Linked DNA regions of Sus scrofa: region 1 is linked to region 2. Evidence: chromatin contacts called from public HiChIP or PLAC-seq data. All regions are on one chromosome and are shown on one strand. The core of a region is the stretch at or near the end of the contact, and the rest is flanking DNA. Distances in the headings are between cores, read along the strand shown. Region 1 holds the start of ZC3H4 (zinc finger CCCH domain-containing protein 4). Region 2 holds the start of TMEM160 (transmembrane protein 160).

Evidence for each region. HiChIP or PLAC-seq counts read pairs in DNA pulled down with a chosen protein or histone mark.
Region 1: a contact with region 2 is called in an H3K27ac HiChIP or PLAC-seq map of skeletal muscle. The contact joins the promoter of ZC3H4 here to the promoter of TMEM160 in region 2. A contact is called at or near these places in 6 of 47 Hi-C or Micro-C datasets (embryonic fibroblasts, heart right ventricle, liver and 2 more) and 2 of 2 datasets of contacts at active chromatin or transcription factors (alveolar macrophages and skeletal muscle).

Annotation. Positions count from the first base shown.
Region 1 is chr6:52,935,338-52,941,047 of Sscrofa11.1, forward strand. It overlaps ZC3H4 (zinc finger CCCH domain-containing protein 4), which reads right to left and starts at 3,378. Exons shown (of 16, transcript XM_005664626.3): 1 at 2,672-3,378; 2 at 1,463-1,628. The coding sequence starts at 2,747.
Region 2 is chr6:52,875,558-52,880,859 of Sscrofa11.1, forward strand. TMEM160 (transmembrane protein 160) reads right to left here and starts at 1,704. Exons shown (of 3, transcript XM_003127241.5): 1 at 1,389-1,704; 2 at 170-262. The coding sequence starts at 1,596.

The DNA.
Region 1 (5,710 bases), core at 2,128-4,627, 61 kb after region 2:
ACTGCTGCACTTGTGTCTCTGAATGTGGGTGGCATTTCTTTTAAAAGGCAAAGTATGGTCTGTGAAGGAGAAAGGGAAACGGGGGAGGTGGGAGTGGGGAGAAGGGGCCGTGGTGCCTGGCAGGGAAGCCCTAGCTAAGACCCCTGTCTAAGGGAGGGTCCTCCCCAGCCCCGGGCTGCGACGGGGCAGCCATCTGTCCAGCGCCTTCTCTTCCCCTCCCCACCCCCACTCCTCCAAGCCTCACTTGCCTGTCGCCTGAAACCCTTCCACCACTTCCAATGCCACACTCTAGCCACCTCTTCCCCTGCCCCAACGGGAAAGTGTGGGCGAACCCTGCACCCCGACCTTCTGCTGGAGCAGGGAACACGGGGCCCCAGCTCGCGCTGAAACGCGCCGGGCTGGCCCCCTTATCACCCTCCCTCCAGAGAAGGGCAGGAGGCGAACCCATTTCGCACTTACTAAAGGCAAAGGGGGCGCTCCCTTTCGCCCTCTGCCAAGGCGCAAGGAAACCTCGTTTTCTCTCCCGGAAGGGATGGCGCCCCGTTTTAGCTCGAAAGAAGAGGGACCCCCCACAAGAAAGAGGGGAGCAACTTCCTCTCCTCTCCAGGGCAGGGAAACCTAACCTCACCAGCTCCCTCCCCTAAACGCATCACCTACCTACAAAAAGCAGGAGGACCCTTCCCTTTAACGAAAAGACATGGGCTTCCTCTCCCCCACAGAGAGGCAGGGGCTTCGAAAGGGGGCTAGAGATCCCCCCAGTTCTGCCCTCTAGGGAACAGCTCGGAAACACCTCCCGCCAAAAGTCCTAGAGCCCCCACCGAAAGGGAACCCCCCCGTTAGGATGGATAAAGACGTGAACGAACCCCCACTTTCTGCCTCCTACGAAAGCTAGGGGACCTCTCCAAAAAGGGCAGGGCACACCTCCCCCAGGAGAAAGGATATTGCGGGGGGCTGGGAGACCCCCAACTCCAAACCCCTAAGAGCGGGGCTGTGGCTCGAGATCTCCCCCAAAAAGGTCCGGGAGCCCCTCCCCCAACCCCTTCCCCGAAGCCAGGCGACGGGCAGGCGGGCCCGAGGCTGCCAGCTCCGGGCGCAGGGGCAGCCAGGACCCCAGTGGGCCTCCGAAGCCCCCCTCGGCGCCCCCTCCCCAGGGCGGGCGGGCGGGCGCGGGGGGTCCGGGGGGCGCCTCCTCACCTTCCCCTCAGCATGGCGCCCAAAAAAGACAGAGCGAGAGCGAGGGAGAGCGGGCGAGCGCCGCGAGGGGGGGGAAACGCATGAGGCCAGGAGAGAAAGCAAGCGAGAAAGAGCGAGCGAGCGAGAGACACCCACCGACCCCGCCCTTCCTCCTCCTCCTCCTCCTCCTCCTCCGTGGCCCGGCCCAACATGGCGGCCTCCCCCCTTCCTCCTCCTCCTCCTCTTCCTCCCCCCGGGGACGCTGCCCCGGCCGGGCCGGGGGCCTGACCTGTCGTCAGGGAGCGGGAGGCGGTGGTGGAGGAGGTGCGGGGTGGCCGGGCAGGCGTCGGGGGAACACGGAGGAGGCGAAGGCGTTGATGGCAGTGGCGGCGATGGCGGCGGCGGCGACTCTGATGGCGGCGGCGGGGGGGTCCCGGGCGCGGCCTCCATAGTTCCTTTGGGGGGGAGGGGATGTTAATGCACGAAAAAGGACTGCTTGGGCGTGGCGGGAGGGGCACACTTCAGCTCGGAGGGCTCCTGACAGGAATGAGTATATATTTTTTCGGTTTCGGAATCACCTCTGCGCCGACCTCCGCGTAGGCCGCGCGGCCTTGGCCTCAGAGGGCCGCTCGCCGCCTGCTTTCTCCGCAGCCCGCCTCTAGGTTCACTCGCTCACGGGCGCGGGGCCCTCATTGGGGCGAGAGGGCCCCCCCCACACACACACCCCCTCGCGGGCCCGGGGGAGGGTCGGAGACCCGGAGGACACGGACACTGGTGGGTGGTTCGGTGTAATTAGCGCGGGCCGCGCGCGATGGAGCAAGCGAGGGGGAAGGGGAGAAGAGGAGAGCGAGCAAAGGGGATTTAAAAAAAAAAAAAAAAAAAAAAAGGATTTTAGGGGAAGGAGACGGGCCGCGGAGACGGGCCGACTGTCTGTCTGCCCGCCCGCCCTAGGTGCCCCAGCTGCCCGGCCTCCGCCGCAGTCAGAAATTCACACAAAATGGCGGCTCGGCCCGGATAAGCCCAGAGGCTGAGGCGGGAGGAAGGGCGAGGTGGGAGGGGGAGCAGGGAGGCTGTGTCACGTGGAGCTGAGACACGAAGGGCGGCGGAAAAGGCCGAAGGTGTCGATGTGGGTGGAGCTAGAGAAAGAATGGGAAGGCCCGGGGAGCCGGAAATAGCCGAGGCGAGTCGGGACTGGCGGGGGTGGGCAGAAACGAGGAACCGAGGTGATCCGGAAAGAACCGAAGGCGGTGCCAAGGGTGGGTGACAGGAGGCGGAAACAGCCGAGTGAGGCCGGGCGGCGGTAATAGCATTTAGACAGAAAGAACTGAAGTGTGTGGCGGATGAGGCGATTAATAGAGTAAGAGAGTTTGAGGAATTCGCCTGAGAGCAGGCGGGCAACAGAGAATTGCCAGCCTGAGAGACAGCGGGAAGAGTCGAAAGGTTTAGGCAGAAGAATGGGAGAGAAGGAATTCGAGCTACGGAGAAAAAAAAAAATAACCGAAAGCTGGTGGCCGGGTGCCTGGAGTTGTAGGTTTCCGGAGGATGAAGCCGAAAGGGCCCGGAGATGACGTCATTAGAGACCTCGGTCGTGGATGTTATCCTTGGGCAGTGTGAGAGGGCGGGCCTTGGTAGTGCTTTGGCAGAGTTTAAGAACCTAGAACGTAGTAGGTGGAAGACTCTTAAATGCTGGATTTGGGAGCACTGACAGGGTTCGACAGTATAAAAGGATAAATCGTTTAACCCTCACAACTGTACTAAGGAAGCTACTATTATGTCCATTTAATAGGTATCCTGAAGCTCAGTGTCTTAAGTTTTTGGCTCGAGGTTGTAAGATTACGCGCAAGAGCCCAGAAAGATTTTTAATCAGAGCTGGCATTTCATTGCCTCCTGCAAAAATTTGTTCAGTCCTATTTTCAAGAGAGGATCTTGGTTGGATACTTTATGAGCTTCTACATGGCTAAGTGCAATGATGGGCGATGGAAACATAGTGTCTTTATGTATATAAAAATCGATAATGCCCCAGGGGAAAGAAACTGAAAGTTAAAGAGTAACTGAAGGGTTCTTAATATTTTGGGGGGCAGGGTTGTTTAAGCTGACACGGAAGAAGAAGAAATAGCTCCAGGCAGAGGAAATACCTTATTTCAGGCCCTGACAAGGCAAGGATCACTTAGATGCCAGGAACCGAGAAAATTCTTGTAGCATGAGAGCGATGTGGAGACAGAGGCGCCAGATCACATGCTATATTAATCCTACTATAAAATTTAGAAATAAACTCTGCCAGGGTAATTTACAACCTCCTTCAGGGAAGAAATTAGCATTCCTGATAAAGTAAAATGATTAACCTATTTTCTTTTTGTCTTTTTAGGGCTGCATCTACTGCATTTGGAAGTTCCTGGGCAAGACATTGAATCAGAGCTGCAGCTGCTGGCCTACACCACAGCCACTGCAACTTCAGATCCGTTCTGTGTCTGTGACCTACACCACATCTCAAGGCAATGCTGGATCCTTAACCCACTGAGGGAGGTCAGGGATTGAACCGGAGTCATCATGAATACTAGTTTGGTTCCTTACTGCTGAGCCACAATGGGAACTGCCCCTTTTCCCTATAAAACCAGGCTCTCTTCCGTTGCTCTTTGGACTTGCCTCTGGTTCCTCTTAAGTTGTAAATCCTGAATTGCAACTGATTTGTCTCTGGATAAACCCATTTTGGAGATGAAATAACTGGCTTTTTTATTGGTTTGGGTTCAGTATTATACAACTTGATAAGAGAATATACTATGTAATCACCTAAATGATGAAATGGAGAATGATAAGCCAACCCAGAGGCCCCTCCTAGCCCCATCTAGTCACAGCCTCCCCCAAGGTAATGGACCTTCTGATTCCTAACCTCATAAATTAATTTTGCCTTCATGTCCTCATCTAAATAGAATCTACAAGACATACTCTTTGGTATCTGGCTTCTTTCACTTAACATTTAATTGGTGGCATGTGGTTGAAGTTCATTTGTTCTCATTTCTGTGTAGTATCGAAACTGACAGCACTTAGGACTTGAACCTAGCCTGAACCCAGGCCTCTGTCCACCATTGCTGAACAGAAACGCAGAGACAGAGTTTGGGTGAAGGAGAAAAAGATAGCTTTATTGCTTTGCCAGGCAGAGGGGGCCACAGCAGACTACTGCCTTAAAGACTGTGCCCTTACAGATAAGAATCAGGGTAGAGGCAAGCTTGTATTGTCTTTCAAAGCTGATGTTTAGGAGTTCCCATCGTGGCTCAGTGGAAACGAATCTGAGTAGCATCTATGAGGACGCAAGTTAGATCCTTGGCCTTGATCCGTGATTTTAAGTATCCCATGTTGCTGTGAGCTGTGGTGTAGGTTGCAGCGGCCACTCAGATCTCATGTTGCTCTTGGCTATGGCGTAGGCTAGTGGCTGCAGCTCTGACTCAATCCCTAGCCTGAGAACCTCCATATGCCATGGGTGGGGCCCTAAAACAAACAAACAAACAAACAAAAAGATGTTTAGTGGCCCCAGGACTGGTGCTGGTGGTCCCCCTTCATTCCCAGAATGAAAAATCCTTCTTCGAGTAATTCTTCCATTTCTTGAGAGTTTTAGTTCTACGGAAAGGCTCAAAGATATTGTTATGTATTATGTATATTCCTTAAGGAGGAACCAGGACCCTGCCCCAAGGCTCCACTGCTCCTCCCTGGTCTCTGCATCCCCTCCCTCCCCTGATTAGCCACTGCCCTTTGGAACTCAGGGAAGGTCATGGAGGCTGAGGCGTATTCCCTAAAAACAGAAAGGCTTGTGTGCCTAGGGGCCCCACAGGGCAGGAGCTCTGTTACAGTTACTGTAAGTTTATTTTGTCTGTTCCTCTGTTTCTATTTTGTAATTAAGTTCATTTGTATCACTTTTTTTAGGGGGCCACACCCACGACACAGGGAAGTTCCCAGCTAGGGGTCAAATTTCAAATCGGATCTGCTCCTACATCACAGCCACAGCAGTGCCAAATCCAAGCGTCATCTGCAGCCTACTCCACCGCTTGCACCAACACCAGATCCTTAACCCGTGGGCCAAGGCCAGGGATCAAACCCACATGCTCATGGATACAAGTCAGGTTCTTAAACCATAACAAGAACTATATTTTTAAAAAACTTTTTATGAAAGTATAGCTGGTTTACAATGTTACTTCAATTTCTGTTGTACAGCAAAGTAACTCAGCCACACGTACAAATACACTTTTTTTAATACTGTCTTTTTTTTTTTAATACTATACGTTTTTTATACTATCATGTTCTAACCCAAGAGACTGGACACAGTTCCCTGTGCTGTACAGCCTTGTATCATTTTTTTAGATTCCACGTATAAATGGTCTCTCTCTGACTTACCTCACTTAGTAAGATCATCTTTAGGTCCATGCACATTGCTGCAAATGGTTTATTTCATTCTTTTTATGGCTGAGTAACAGTTCATTGTATATAGGATCACATCCTTTTTTTTTTTTTTTTTGTCTTTTTGCTATTTCTTTGGTGTGTAGTTTTG
Region 2 (5,302 bases), core at 454-2,953:
TGCTCACCAGTGAGGCCGAGGCCACTTTTGGTGGGGGAAGAATGAGGGGTTCTAGCCACAGTTGGGGGGGGTGAGTCTACCCCCATGGAGTGGGGTCTGCATTCCCTAGCTGAGGTGGGGGGGGGAGGCGTCTACACTCTCTGGTGGGAGAGCAGGGGTATGTACTCACCATAAGCAGCTTCACGCCCCATATCACTCTGCATGAAAGAGATGACCCCGATGCCCGATGCCAGGAGGCCATTGCGGAACCAGGAAAGGAAGGCTGCGGGGCGGGGGGGGGGGGGGGGAATGGGAGGAAATCAGCAAGGGCCCACACCCTGCCCCTGCCCCTCCCTGACCAACCAGACAGAGGGGCTCCTCTTCATCCCACCGACCCGACCCCAAATCCCCACCTCTTCCTGACAGCCCCCAATCTAAGAACCCCCAAAACCCTCACTGAGCCCCTCTCCCACCCAACTTGGCAACATCAAAGATTCAAGACAGTCTGCAGAATCTGGAGGGGGATCTAGGACCAAAACTGCAGAACCTAAATCTGGGGACGGGAAGATTCCAAGAGGTCAGCTTGGTCAATGTCTCCCTCACATCCCCATGGCCACCCCCTCACTTCCTTCTCAAACCTTCACACCAACCGTTACCCCTCCCCGCTCCCCCAGGCCTCTCTCCAGCCTCCCCGCTCAGTTTACTAAATCCACGCTGCTATCAGGTGTGCTCTTCCTGGAGGTAATTCACATCCACTCAAGTCCCTGGTGTGGCACTAATCGGGGCTAGTCGGGTTACAGCCATCCCCACCGCTACACCTGTCCACGATCTCTAAAGCCCATCCTCTCCAACCCGGACCCCTCCACCCCCACCCAGCACCCTGCCAAATGAGGCCCCACCCCCTGCAGCCAGGAGCACCATGCCCTCCAATCAGCTCAGAGCTGCTCTTCTATTGGGTGTTCCCTCTTCCAACCCAGAACTTGCCCTCTCTTCTGTGGGGATCCACGCTCCCGCCTTATGCAGAGTGGTCGCCTCTTTAATCCGAACTGGCCTCTCCAACGAGGCCCCCCTCTTGTAGGCAACTCCCTCGCCCCTAGCCCTCTTTGAAAGCCTCCGCCATCCGGACAGGGCCGTTTGATAAGGCTGCCTGTCCTGGCCCGACAAAGCTCTCCAGTCCCTACTGAACCTCATTAACCAGACCCGCGGTCGCATCTGCAAGCCCTTCTATGCGGACAGTCTGCGCTCTTGCAGCCAGCGCTTCCCTGCTCTTACACGGAAGCCGTTCCTCCTCCTGAGCCTCTCCCTGGGCCAGGTTTCCAGCAGGGTCCCACCACCATCCGCTAGCGCGCGCGGGCAGCTCAGCTATTCGGAACCCCTACTCCCATCCGAGGCCGACCCCATCCCCAGACCTGTCTCATGAGCCTTCCGAAGGAGCCAGGCATCTGCGCGATCCAGCTCGGACACCGGGGGCGGCGAAGCCCCAGAGCGGGGGCCGTGGCCAGGGGCAAAGGACCCCCGGGCGCCCCCGCTCCGGGGCCGCGGAGGCGGCAGCAGCGCCCCCCGGAAGCGGAGTCGGGCTAGGCGGGCAGCCCGAGCCCACCACCAGCCACCTCCCATGGTTCGCACTACGGCCGCCGCGCACCGCACCGCCCATGGGCTGCCGGTAGGCTGAAGCTCACGTCACTCGAGCTTAGCGGCCTATCTATTGATTATACGCGTGCCACTCAGGCCCGGTACGCACTGCCCATTGGTCAAAATGGCGCTGATCCCGCCTCTGTCATTGTGCCGGTACTGCGCGGCCCACCTTGTTGTTGGAACTGGACTTCAAATCCCAGCGTTCATTGTGCTTGGGGAAGGCGGGTCTTCTGAAGTCGGAGGCGCGATGTCTGCCGGTACTTGTAGTCTTTGCTAAGTAACTTTAATTCTTGGGGCCAAGAAACCAAAACCAAACAATACTTGTGATGCTTAATGTAGAACCTTTGCAAAATCTCGAAGAGCCCAGAAGAGAAAGTAAAACTCAGCATTAATCCCACCAATGAGTGGTTACTGCTAATATTTTTTTTTTTTTTTTTTTTTTTTTTTTGCCAAGCCCCTGGGCATGCACAACTTCCCAGGGATCCAACCCGGGCCACAGCAATGAGAACGCAGGAGCCTCAACCCACTGAGCCACACCAGGGGATTCTGTCTTTTATCGAAAGAGATGTAAAACGTTTGTTATATGAAAAAAATTAATTTGTCAATCACTAATCAATCATGAACATTGACCTGTAGCACTGAATACTTTGCAACGGCATATTTTTTTTTTCTTTTTAGGGCCGCACCCGGGGCATATGGACGTTCCCAGGCTAGGGATGGAATGGGAGCTGCAGCCGCCGGCCCACGTCACAGCTACAGCCACAGCCACGCGGGATCCCAGCCGCGTCTGGGAACTACACCAGAGCTCACGGCAATGCCGGATCCTTAACCCACTGAGCGAAGCCAGGGCTCGAACCTGCAACCTCATGGTTCCTAGTCTGATTCATTTCCAAAGAGCTACGATAGGAACTCCAGCATATTTTTATCTATTATTTATTATTATTTTGTCTTTGCTAGGGCGGTACCCGTGGCATATGCAGGTTCCCAGGCTAGGGGTCTAATCGAAGCTGTTGCCTACGCCAGAGCCACAGCAACGCCAGATCTGAGTCGCGTCTGTGACCCACATCAGAGCTCACAGCAATGCCTTAACCCACTGAGAGAGGCCAGGGATGAACACGGAACCTCATGGTTCCTAGTCAGATTCATTAACCACTGCGTCACGACGGGAACTCCAGCATAATTTTTTTTTTTAATATTATTTAAGAGTTCCCCTTGTGGCTCATAAGTTAATGAACCCAACTAGTATCTATGAGGACGTGGGTTCGATCCCTGGACTCACTCAATGGGTTAAGGATCTGGCATTGCTGTGAGCCGTGGTGTAGGGTCACAGATGTGGCTAGGATCCTGCATTACTGTGGCTGTGGTGTAGGCCAGCAGCTGCAGCTCTGATTGGACCCCTAGCCTGGGAACCTCCATATGCCACGGGTGTGGCCCTAAAAAGACTATATATACATATATATGTATGTGTATATATATATATATGTATGAATATTTTTTTGAACACAGTACAAGATGCAAAAGTTACAAAGTAAAAAAAAAGTTACAAAATCATCTAATGATAAGTAATACACATCCCATTTCCCAAGCCAATCCCTACCCCCTGTTCCGCGCAGCCTGTTTCAACGGTTCACACTGATGCTTCATAAGAAGGTACCACAATTGATCCCAAGCCCTAGATTGTTTGCGATTTTCCCTGCAATAAATAATTGTAGGAGTTTCCTTTGTGGCTCACAGGTAACAAACTTGCCTAGTATCCATGAGGACACAAGTTGGATCCCTGGCCTTACTCAGTGGTTTAAAGGATCCAGTGTTGCAGTGAGCTGTGGTGTAAGTAGCAGATGAGGCTCAGATCTGGTGTTGCTGTGGCTGTGGTGTAGGCTGGCAGCTATAGTTCCAATTCGACCCCTAGCCTGGGAACTTCCATATGCCTCGAGTGCGGCCCTAAAAAGATTAAAAAAAAAAAAGTTTCCTTTTAGGTTTAAGCCTATGAGTTGAGAGGGACCTGATTTCACTGCCAAACTTCAGGGGCCAGCTTCTGTCTCTGGGTCCACAAATGGCTTTATTTATTTTTGCTTTTTAGGGGTGCATTTTCAGCATATGGAGTTTCCCAGGCTAGGGGTCTAATGTGAGCTACAGTTGCCGGGCTATACCGCAGCCGCAGTAATGCGGAATCCAAGCTGAGTCTGTGACGTACACCACAGCTCACAGCAATGCCAGATCCTTGATCCACTGAGTGAGGCCAGGGATCAAACCTGCAACCTCATGGTTCCTAGTTGGATTTGTTTCCACTGTGCCACAATGGGAACTCCCACACATGGCTTTACATATCCCCTTACTACAGTGTCCTCATGATTTCTGTGCTTATCTGTCCCTGCCATCAGACTGTGAGCGTCCAGGGGACTGCGTCCTTGACTGACAGATCTCCATGTGGCTCCACTCAATCCTGGTAGGGGAATTGGTAAATAATAAGAGCACACACTTACCAATGAGCTTCTCTGTGCCAGGAATCGTGTTAGGCACACTATGTGCACTGGCTGCACCTGAGGCTTGAGGAAGTTTCCAGGCCAGGTACAGAACCCCCATCACTACAGCAACCCAAGTCACTGCAGTGACAACACCAGGTCCTTAACCCAGTGTGCCACAAGAGAACTCTGCTCCCCTCTTTTACAGGGGAGAAAAATAGGCTCAGAGAAGCAAGGTAATAAAACTTAATGTTTGCTGAGCACGAACTCTATGTGTCAGGCAGTGATCTTGCTTCATGAATCCTCATGATAAGCCTATGCAGTATGTGCTCTTATTCTCCCCTTTCTACAGAGCAAGAAGAGAGGTTAAATTAGTTGCCGTAAATCACACAGCTAATTAGACAAGTCCAATGTCAAATTACTAGCCACTGTGCCATGCAGCTTATACTCATTCATTCATTTAACAAGTTTGACGGAGCTGCTCTCTGACATTATGCTACACATTTGGTATAAATCAGCAAACTGATCAAATTCTCTGCCCTGAACTTCCTCAATTTGATAAAGAGCATTGATAAAAATACCTACAAGTTGGAGTTCCCATCATGGCGCAGCAGAAGTGAATCCGACTAGGAACCATGAGGTTTATGGGTTCGATCCCTGGTATTGCTCAGCGGGTTAAGAATCAGGTGTTGCTGTGAGCTGTGGTGTGGGTGGAAGATGCAGCTTGGATCTGGCGTTGCTGTGGCTCTGGTATAGGCCGGCAGCAACAGCTCCGATTGGACCCCTAGCCTGGGAACCTCCAGGTGCCGTGGGTGCAGCCCTAAAAAAGACAAGAAAAAAAAAAAAAAAACTACAATTAGTATTATTTTTTTTTTCCCCATGGCTGCCCCTGTGGCTTATGGAAGTTCCCAGCAGCTGCTAGCCTACCCCATAGCTACGGCAACACCAGATCTGAGCTACATCTGTGACTTAACATCATAGCTTGCAGCAATGCCAGATCCTTAACCAACTGATCGAGGCCAGGGCTCAAACCTGAGTCCTCATGGATACTAGTCGGGTTCGTTATTGTGGAGCCATGACAGGAATTCCCCTAGCATCATTCTTAGTTGTGAAATATTTACTGCTTTTCCCTTAAGATTAGAAACAAATTAAGGACTTCTACTCCCATTACTTCTAATCAAAATTATATTGGAGATCCTAGCTAGTGTACTAAGGCAGGAAAATAA